Regions from separate parts of the Mus musculus genome. Here region 1 is linked to region 2. A link is a contact called in public Hi-C data. All regions are on one chromosome and are shown on one strand. The core of a region is the stretch at or near the end of the contact, and the rest is flanking DNA. Distances in the headings are between cores, read along the strand shown.

Region 1 (5,462 bases), core at 2,925-5,424, 1.5 Mb before region 2:
CAAATGGTGAGAGTGCTGTGTGAGCTGACGGTCATGGCAACGGAATTGATGGTAATAACTGATGGTGTCAGTGATGTTATTGAAGATAACGATGACTATTGGTTTTTCATCGGCACTTGAACCAAAAATACATGGCCATACTGGAAAGATCTTGGCCCTTTTCCAAAGGTTCTTTTTGGTTTGATACAAGATAGTTTGATTAATTTGGGCTGTCCATCCCAATTAGCAATCTTCATAACCTATAATGTATGCAGGACTCTGTCTTCCCTTGTGAGAACAACTCACTGCATGGCCTGAATATCTACATCAAGCCACAAATCCATGCCCTGCTGCTCTTGCACCTTGATGGTAACTTAGCCTTTTGCTGCTCTGTGGAGTTAGGATACGAGCTATGGCCTCTTTCTCAGCTGTTCCTTCTTTTTGGATGGGTTTTCAATCCCTTTTCTACTTGCATCAGTTTGCTTCCTAGGATGTGCTGCACCGAGGCTGGGCTGCAAAGTTTACAATACGATAATTTAACTCTCATGATTCCTTTCCTCTCAGGATGCCATTTCTCATTATATCCGTAAGTGTATTCCCTGTGTATTAGCCACGTTCTGTCTCATGTGATACTTGCTACAAAACCCCTGTATATTCGAAGGTTTTACTCAAACTGCCCTCAATGAACAGCTTATGTAACATTTTGTATAATTTTAAATTCCTGGAGTAGGTGAAGGGTATTTCTGGAAAGCACAGATAATTCTGTGTCAAGTGTGGCAGAAAATAGATGAGTCGGCCTGGAGTTTGTGTCACTGCAGACGGATTTTCATGAAAAGTCCAGCAAAATAGACCTCTTTTAAAGAGTTTTTCATAAAAATGCCATTCTCTCAAATACTTCCAAAAACTGTATCTAATGAAGCCTTCTGAATTCTCTGACCTTGGTAAAGAGTTTCCTCCATATATGAGATTTCACCATGTTTACCTTTATAATTTCTACTCCCAGAAAAGCTCCTGGCACACTGTTGGATCTCAAATGCTGGTCAGATGAATAAAGATGTTCTTGAAGGTGCATCTATCTATTCCTTACTTCCTCCTGCATGCTTTAGTCTTGGCCAAATCTTTCATGGGAGAATGACAGTAATGTTTTTCTTCTTCTACAAATCTTCCTGTCGAGCTATTACTTTAGGATTTACTGCCTGACTATCAGAGGTCAATGAGGGGCAGAAAGAGAAAGATGTAAACACTGCAGGTATTTATTCTAAGCATAAGTGCAGAACACTGCATTAGTCACTGGCCATGATAAAGGAAAATGTGGGCGTAGGGAGTCTCAGTCTTAGGCTTGTTTTGTTTATATAATGTAGGTTCCAAAATGCATCCTCAGAATGCTTTCTATTCTGACAGTGTGTGTAATGACAGGAGCGTGTATAACCAGGGTGACTGTTTTTTGGAGGTATGTCAAAAAGCATTTGAATTTAATTTTTCTTGTACGTGTGACATTAAGAAATGCGCTTCTGGCTCTTTTTCATCTCTTTCTTTTTTCTATTTCAAGTATTTTACAAAGTTTATGCCAAATCTCACTGATTCAAGTAGGCTTAAAAATCAGTCTTAAATATAACCAACAGAAATAGCAAAATGCAACGAACAGTGTGGCATTCTTCTTTCCATTCAGGGGGCCTCTGTTCCAGATCCTTTTAGTGGCTTATTTAGTAATTTTTTCTTATTCATGTTTATTTCAACCATCCTTGAAGTATTTAAGTTAAGACAAGAAGCACGCAGAATGTTTCGAACTGTAGTCATTGAAACCAACGATTTCGTAAAACACCCTTTAGCACTGAAAATAAATGTGAAGTTGGAAAGAGTTTTAAAAAGATTCTAGAGATGGTGATAGCGTGGGGTGTCAAGCTTTGACTCAAGCTGAAGAAACGGAAGTGGCAAAGTGGCAGGCAAGGGGCAGAACCGATCATGCCGTGGAATGGGCTCATTAAGGGGTTACTTTCAGTTTTGCCAACCGGCTGTCAATCTCTGGTCCTTCATTAATTTATTTATATTAATTTTCACTGTACATATCCATTGTACATGGTACCGGATTATACAAAATCTGGTAATTTCAGAAGACTTCCTGAAATAGTAGGTGCTATGACAAAATATCAGAGAAGATATCTTAGCCCACACTTTCAGAAGTTATAGTCCATGGTTCGTTGGCCTCAATGCTTTGGGGTAGGAATCTGTTCATGTTTACAAAGCCAAACAAACAAACAAACAAACAAACAAACAAACAGAACAGAACAAACAAACAACCCCCCCAAGCCCCAACCCCCCCAAAACTAAACAAACCCAATACCACCATCACCACCAAACACCACCAAAACAGAGAGGAACTAGTGACCATGGGGTTCTAGAACCCCTTCTTTAGCGTGTTTTCTCAAAGATCCAACTTCCTTCCACTGGGTCGTATTTTCTATTGTACCATTAACTTCAAACGGTCCCGAAGTCTAGTGACGAAGCCTAAAACTTGTGGGCCTTTATGGGCTGTTTCAAAGGGTAGCATCTTTACATTCATTGTAAAACCATTAAGTCTCTGAAGAAAGAGCTTGAGGAAGACTCTGGAGTTCTCATGCTCATGGTTTGGTAGAACTCACACTGTGAAAACAACCATTCTATCAAAATCAATTAACTCATTTGATGTAGTCCCAGCCAAAATGCCCACATCCGCCACAGAATGTGCAGAAAAAAGAAGGTTAAAATTCATATGGATCACAAAAGATGCTGGAGCAATCCTGAGAAAAAGGGGCAGGGTAGAGGAATTACCATTCCAGATATCTTATAGAGTTGGATTAATAAACAGCATGGTATTGCCATAAACCGACAGATAGACTAATGGAATAACAACAGAAATGCCCAAACATGACTGCATGCAGCTACAGCTGACTGATCTTTGACAAATGTGCCACAAATACACATTGGGAAAAGACAGCATCATCAATAAACTACTGGAAAAATGAGATGTTTGCATGAAGAAGAACAAACTGGACCCAAATTTATCACCCAGCACAAAAATGAGCTCTGAACGGATCAGAGACCTCAATGTGAAACTTGAAACACGGAAACTGCCAGGAGGAAGCAATCATAGGCAGTGCCCAAAAAGATAGAGCTGTCTGTAACGACCCTCTGTCCAGGACTCTGTCAGCTCAGGAATTAACCATTGACCAGTGGGTTTCACTGTGTAGCCCTGGCTGTCCTGGCTCTCACTCTGTACAGCCAGGATGTCGGGGATTGGTCTGCCTTTGCCTCTCAAGTGCTGGGATTAAAGGTGTGGACCACCATCGCCCAGCAGCCAGCAGCCCATCTTTCTATTCCAGACTAGAACCAGGTCTAGTGTTCTTATCTTGTCTGTAGTGAGACTCCCTTCCTATTCAGTGTGCGGTGTCTATAGAATGAGACATGGAGGCAGATAAAATAAAATGAAAACACTGGTTCTCAACCTTCTTAATGCTGTGACCCTTCAATATAGATCATCATGTTCTGGTGACCCCAACCAAATAAAATTGTTTTCATTGCTACGTCATAGCTGTAATTTTACTACTGTAAAATAGCCATGTTTTCTGATGGTCACGGCCCCCAGCTTTAGAACCATTGGTCTAGGAGGTGTGATAGCTGATGGGTATCTGAGAATGGGCGTTTGCTTTAAACCTTTAACTTTTAAAGTGCTCTAGCACGGGAGACTTATTTCCATGACATTTTTTTTTTTTTTAAAAAGAAGAAAGCCTGCTGCTTGTGGACCTGTGAAATAAAGGCATTATGTTCTCAAGCAGAAAACCTGCCTTCCCCAAGAGACACGTACCTGGCCATATTAAAAAGGATTTCCATAGGCATCTGTTTCTCAGATGTGGTCCTAAAGCCTCAGGGGTCAGAAATGTAGACTGCTGGAATCTGGGGGGTGTGGGAGGTGCTTGCAGGGAGCCTCTCACTGGACTGTTTCCCTTGGCCCCCGGCCTCTGTTTCTCACACAGTGATCTCAGACTGTGCATGCTTTCCTACCTGTCTTTCTTTGGTATGGAACCCCCAAAAGACCCTTTGGTCAGGTACCACAATTCTTCCCGAGTACAGAGGAAAATCAAGATGAGGGAGGAGCCTCGTGTAAGGGAAAGGCTCGGGGTAACAGAAGCAGAAACATATGCGCATTTCATCCAGCAGGGGGCAGTGAGATCACGTGGCTACACTAAGCGAGGCAACCCAGACCCCAGGACCAAAGCTGAGAGCTGCTTTTGCTCTCCAAGGTGGATTCCAGGACCTGGTACCTGCCATCGCTCAAGCCCTCCGCAGGTTTTGTAAGAGCTTTTTCCATTTGATAATTTATAGGAACACTACTTGCTTCCCTTCTGTCCAGTGGCTTATTTAGAATGGCTGAGCACGTTTTAATAAATCAGCAACCCTCCAAATGTGAAGGGAAATAAAATGTTTTGCAGCCCGGGGACGGCGAGGGTTTGTCTGCCTTGAGCACTCCTGTGACAGGACGATCAAATAAAGACAAGGTTGTGGTTTTGATCTCTCTGGAGGCTGATTACTTTGTTCTATTGTGTGGTCAAAGGCCTCACTACCAATGTGTTTAATCACCTAGAAATGCTTGCTTTGCATCTAGGAGGTCAGCTGTGTTGCAGGGTCAGAGAAATTTACTAGGGCTAGGGAAAAAGTTCGGTCTTAACATGATGCAGTCGCTGTTTAAAAATCTCTCTCCTTGAAGGTGATAGACAACGCCTGTGAAAGTAATGGAGTGGTGTTCAAATCCATTCGCTGTTCCTGTGATAATTCACTTGCACACAGGGAGAGTGGGTTTTGCCATTTGAAAACACAGTCAATTCTCTCTGCTTCAGTGGATCATCTCTATAGGATCTTATCTTCTCTCCCTTGGTTGGTCTCAGAGAAGGGCAGAGGTCGAGAAGAGCCTGGGAAGAAAGAGCCGATAGAAACGACATCCTTCTCACTCCACTGCCTTTTAAAGTCACTTGTCATTTTGCATGAGCTCTTCTCCCTGCGACAGGTATGCGGGTCAAATGGCTTCTTCAAGAGGATACCCAGAACTCCTCACCCTGCGTGCCTCATAGATGAAAGTCCACCTTTCTTTTTTGCTTCATTTTGTACTGCCCCAGAGAGCCCTGTCTCATGGTCCTTCACCTCAGTAGCTCTGCCAAAAACATACTCAGTTTTGCAAGCCAGATTTCCAAGATCCATGCCCGACACCTTACTTCTCTTGACTTCTTGTTTCACTACCAAATCTCAGTAACTCTGTTGTCTTTAAATATAACGTTCCCTCATCTGTGTCACCACCCCTTTTTTCTACGATGTCTCCATTTCTTCTGGACATGTTAGTAACCTCCACTGGTTACTAACAACAATAAATGTATCCACTATTATCCTTTTGCAAATGAAGCTTGTGTTGCTCCGGCCACAAGGTTGCCCCAGAGCAGGTCTGTTAATGTTTTTCC
Region 2 (5,647 bases), core at 2,192-4,691:
TCTTGGGTGACCCTTGTGAAGGGTCATCTGACCCCCCAAAAGGTCGTGACCCGCAGATTAAGAACTGTTCTAGAAGGATGGAGGTCAGTCCATAAAAGCAGCTGGCTTTTAGCCTCTCTCCAGCCCTCTTCAAAAGACTGTTTTACTTAAGAAGTCAAGCTGCTACTTCTGTAGAAAATGATTTCATTCATTTTATTCACTTGTGCAGCCATCTTAACATGGCGTTGTTACAGTTGGTTGCAAACATCTTTGTAGTCGTCCCAACAACTGGTGATGAAGAAATCTGACTCCAGCTAGGGCCCTGCTTTTTTATACTGAACCTCAAGGTTTGCCTCCCATTCGTAAAATAAATTTCAGCACATTCCTTATTCTTTACACTTTATTTGTCTCATCAATAAAACAAAGGTAATAATAGTGTACATATTAGGTGTCTTATACTAAATTAGAATCCATGTATTATGTCTAACCTAGTGAGCCTCAATAGATGTTCATTCTTGTCTCAATTACCACCATCTTTTGTGGTCATAGCAGACAGAATCACATTCTCCTATCTTCCTTCAGAGAGTCTACTAAACCCAAATCACCTCCTTGAAATAAACTGTGATAAAAGATCAAAATAATAGCACCATAATCTCAGCTATTGATGGAACAAAAAAATTCTGAAACCATAGTAATAGATATTTAAAAAAATAAAAATAAATAAAAATAAAAAACCTACCACCTTCCAGGTACCAGGCTAGGTCCTTTTACATTACTTTGTAAGATCATTTTAACAGCTGTACAAATAAGCACTTACATTTTACCTCATTTACAAATGAGGTTTCAGAAGCCTTTGAGATTAATTATCCTGAATTAACTTAGACAGTTGATTAAAAATGAACACAGAACCAGATCTTCTTCTAATGCTTGGCTCCTTGCTCTCGGACTTGGGTTATCCAGTTTATGAGCTTAGGGCCAGTGTTCTTCAGTAGCAGTCATGGTTACCCACATAGACACACTGATTCTGTTGGCCACACAAGCCACCTACCTACCTTCAAGTTCATTTGGTAAATGTTCTCATTATGAGCAGAAGCCAGCAGCATTCAGCAGCCTGTCCATAAGGTTTAGAAAGAACAAAGGAACCTCTCTCCTATCAGTCCCCCTCAGTCCCCTTACTCATCAGGCATGCACTGGCAATTCAAACCTGTAACTTATAGAGGTCATTTTGACCTCTTACAATAAATAAGTGGCGCTCAAAAGACGAGGGTCCTGAGAGTGCAGGCACACATATTCTGCTCCACTTCAGACCCACATTAAAAACCTCAAAGAACAGCCAGAAGGGAATACCACTACTCTTCTGTATACTAGGCTAGTTTATTTCGGGTTTCTTTAGAACCAAAGAGAAGATGGATTGAGTGCTCCAGAAATTCAAGTAAATACAGCAATTCCAAGGCAAGGAAGCTGTCAGGGTCCTCTTAAAGATTCAGACTGGGGCTGGGATGATGGCTCAGCAGTTAAGAGCATCCACTGTTCTTAAAGAAAAACTTCAGCTCCCAGCACCCACATCCAAGGGTTTACAGCCCCCTGCATCTCCAGCTTAAGGGACACAGGCCTCTGTTGGCACAATTCATCTTTCCCAGTGTTCACATAAAGAAATGAGAATAAAATCTTTTTTTAAAATGCTCAGGCTATTTATTTTGATTTTTAGCAAATTTTATCAAATGCCAAGAATCTATTCCACCAAGGAGGGACCTGCAATCCTCTCAATAATTTATGGACATTTCACTGAAAAAAAAAAAAAAGCATCCTGATAGATTGGAAGGTTGTCATTTTGAGCTGAAGACATGGATCAAAGTACACTTTGGAACGGTGATTAAATGGTGTGGGCTTTCTCTTCTCCACCCTGTGTTCCCTGAAAAAGAAAAAGAAAAAAAAAAAAAAAAACCTCTCTTTGAATTAGAATTTGTTCCTTTGATCTTACACTCTAGCATAGTGTCAGTTCCATAGTAGGAAATCTAAGGCCCAGGAGTGCCTTTGCAAAATGCCCACATTCAAGTGAACAGCTCAAGATGAAAAGTAAATTGTCATTTAATAACAAAAGCAGGTCTGTTTGCTGATGATGTCAGAGCTGTCCTGCAGGAAGCCTTGCCCAGGTAGCCCAGGGGAGGTACCCATCTTCCTTACAGGGAGAAAGAAGCCATGTATGACAGCGGTTAATGCCTGTGAAAGCGTTAAAGCTGTCTTATGCTATGGCCTCACCCCAGACAAGTAAGCAGAGAGTCAGGGAGGGCCAGCTAGTTGCTCTCTCCCAAAGCTCTCCTGCTGATTCTTATTTTCCCCACCTTGGGGAGGGAGGGAGGCAGACAAGTAGCAGGAACTTTGATCTTTGATCTTGTCAGCAATCAACTTGCAGTTTTTAGTGACTATCTCCATATCTTTTTCAATCTCTTTAAAGACAGCTTTATAGGCAGAAATTTTTAGTTTCCCCTTCCCCTCCCATAACCAGCCTTTTACTTAGTTTTTACAACTCCTTTCCTTCTCATCATTAATCAATCAATTGTAATTCTCTGGTTTCTGGCACTCTGCTGGGAAGCCAAATAAGGACTGTGGCTGAGGTGACGTCCATATTTACTTGGGTATATAAATGTTACAACTGACTCAAGGCTAAATCCTGTTTGTGTCTGGCTAGTGATAGAATTAGCACCTGAATAAATTATTCCTGCCTGGATTCTGAGAGGGAGGCAGAGAACACGGAAAGGAAGAAAGAACAGAGGAGCATGCGTACCTAATGCTTCAACTGCCCTGACATTACAGCCACAGGAAAGACGGGAACTTAACCAGAAAATCTCTGACTTTTGAGGACTTGCAAAAATTCTTAAAAGAAGAATTGCTTTGATTTTGAAGAATAATTTTTATATGATCACATTGAAAGGCATGAGGCTATAAAGTTGGCAAGTTTCTATTAAGACGAGTGTTTGTTACAGCTCCCCAAAATTTAGACTCATTAGCACAAAGTCTGACTCCTTTTCATGTAGAGCGTCTCTGGCTCTGTTTGGCTGTAGAAAGAAATAGCTAGTGATATTAAGCACTCATTAGATTCTGTTCATGGTGACTCATTTCCCTTCAAACCCTACAAGGTACTCACACTTCTACATTTTCTCCTCCAAGAAGAAGGGCGAAAGCCTAGTTCATTTAGGAAGATCACTCCCCTTACCACCTCCATTGGCGTTTCAGTATAGCTGTGCAGAAATAGTGTTTATAAAACAAGCACAAAGCATAACTGCAGTGAGATGATTACAGTCAGGCAGCCTCAGCATCTCCACTAAGACCACCCAAGATGTTTTATGCACAAAATGACCATCATATCTGGGGCATCAATTTTCCAAGAAAAACCAGATGTTTCCTGCCTCTGATCAGCTGCTTCCTAGAACACCAGCACCAACTCCTCCCTGCAGGGCGCTAGCAGCCATTCCTGTTCCTCCTGTTTCAAAACCTTCGAATTCTGGGTCCTAACTCCTAGCCCTGGGAATTAAGACACTTATTAAAAGGTATATTTCTAAATGCTTTTTCTATAGACTCTAAGTAAATCAGCCTAGAGTAGATCCCAAATGTACATTTTCCTAAGCAAAGGTTGAGCAAAGGTTTCCACATATATCTGATGCTAATAATACGCAAACACAATTAAAATTGAGCACAGCCTTTGAGACAAAGCTTCCTCTATTCCATTTACACAGTAGTTTCCCTCATGAAGGTGGAAGGTAATGATTTCCAACATTTCTTACCTTTTGCTAAAAGATAAAAGTCTGTGCTGGGCGGGTTAATTTCACTAACACTAACACAGCTTGGTCAATGCAATATCTTCGGGTCTGAAAAACCTTTCTTCCTCGAATCACCACTACTTTTCATGAACCATGGTCACCTCCAAATTTCTACAGAAAAAGAACAAAGCCAAAAGGAAATTTAGTATGCTGGCATATTGGGTGGGCCACCCAAACAACAGTGTTAGAAGTATCTTAGAGCTCTTCTAGAGTCTTCATTTTAGATGAGGAAACGAACTGGAAAGGCAGGATGCCTTACAGAGGAGCCTTCAGATAGCTCCTTTCCAGACTCTCTCCTTGGTGAGCTGCCTGCCGCTTTGACACCATGAAGCTCTGTCTATAATGGGTTGTGTTAAAGCAGCTGTAGTCCGTATGGTCTGAAGAGGTAACTGTATCACAACTGTGAAACGAGGCTCCAGAAAAGTCACTCCTAAGCACAAACGGGGCAGTTGTCCCAAAAGAGTAGAGGATAAGATGAGCTGTCTGAGATAAGGGGACACTCTTGATGTATAACAGAACTCTAGGTCCCACCTGTGACATTGTAAGGATGGCCATTTCCAGAGGAGATGTTCAAATAGCTATAAAGTTAAAGGGATCCAGGTTAGGAAAAAAATAATTAGTCCTGGAGGAAAACAGGGGTCTATTCTTGTATGCTGACCTGACAACTTGGCCAAAGTTATATAAAGTGAACTGGAAAACCAGTCTATAGAGAACAGTTGTGGCCTAACTTTCTGATGTGTGGTTTGATTCTTGGAAACACTCCCAACTCCTGATTTATAGTCATAGAGAATAATAAGATAGCACTAAATGTTGGAGAGTTTACAACTGACATACAGTTAATTAAAACTCAAGGCGGAAGTTAAAGCATGAAAGGACAGCTGGAGACAAGCACACATGAAAGCAGGTGTATACCATCATCAACATGTCTGAGTGTATGTGAATCACATCGGAAGTCTGATTCCTGTATCTCTGTGTTTATCGAGCCGACCTCTGAACATGCTAACATCCCTTCTAAGACCATGGCAGCTGTTTCTTGGATTTTACTTTGCACATCAGCATTTGTCTTGGTCAACCACAGTCACGCTGCAGGCTTGGGGCTCAGGATAGGATTTATCACCCTCTAACACATGGGGTGTTCAATGTTGTTCTGTGCACCGAGCAGCAGAGCAGCAACAGGGGGTGATTTGCGGAGACTCCAGTGCGTTCCATTTGGAAACCTAAGCTATGGCTTTCACAGTCAAGGTTAATGGGTTGGACTTGCATGCTTTTTTTAAAAATGTTTTTACAGAGCTCTTGAATCAAAAATAAAAGTAGACAAGAGACTCAGTGAATAACCCAGGTAAATAAAACCAATCAGACTCAAAGAGGCCCTGAACATGTTTTATTTATGTGGTTGATAACTTGTTAATTTTGATTAATAATTGTCAGGGACTCCAGAGAAAAGTATTTGAAATCAGAACCTGTTGTTACAAATTAGAGCATTCACACAATATTCACATAAACTGGCCACTGAAAAATAGCAATAGTAGAAATTGCCACAGACCCAGTATGCTCTCCAATCTAGCAAACCTTGGGTCATCGGAGCCCTGGATGCATGAGGTTTTGACTGTGCTATTTTCACCTATATAGGCAGAATATAGAGAATGCCGTCTTCAGAGATGGGATAGAACCCCCCAAACCCTTTGCAAGGAAAAGGAAGAGTGGTTTGTAATAGGCCCCTGCGTCAGAAGGGGGGTATCTCTTTTCCTCCAGAGACTGCCCCACCTCACTGGGTTGGCCATCTGTCATTGGCAACCACCCAACATCAGAACAAGACTCAGGGAATTCCCAGTAGTGGCCCTCCCCTAAGC

Evidence for each region. A called contact is a pair of places that touch in the nucleus more often than the background predicts.
Region 1: a Hi-C map of uterus shows a contact between it and region 2, with 5 times the contacts expected there. The contact joins two enhancer-like sites. A contact is called at or near these places in 3 of 484 Hi-C or Micro-C datasets (cortical neurons and uterus).

Annotation. Positions count from the first base shown.
Region 1 is chr17:82,856,428-82,861,889 of GRCm38.p6, reverse strand. The region is part of intron 4 of Gm34265 (a long non-coding RNA gene); the gene reads left to right. Among named protein-coding and RNA genes, the nearest start is that of Gm41629, 13 kb to the left of the region's middle. Within about 2 kb of position 4,174, at least 27 of the 459 cell types and tissues checked have an H3K27ac peak or open chromatin away from gene starts, as enhancers often do. A contact at or near this core is called in uterus, where this site is marked.
Region 2 is chr17:81,390,920-81,396,566 of GRCm38.p6, reverse strand. The region is part of intron 10 of Slc8a1 (solute carrier family 8 (sodium/calcium exchanger), member 1); the gene reads left to right. Among named protein-coding and RNA genes, the nearest start is that of Gm33944, 110 kb to the right of the region's middle. Within about 2 kb of position 3,441, at least 9 of the 459 cell types and tissues checked have an H3K27ac peak or open chromatin away from gene starts, as enhancers often do. A contact at or near this core is called in uterus, where this site is marked.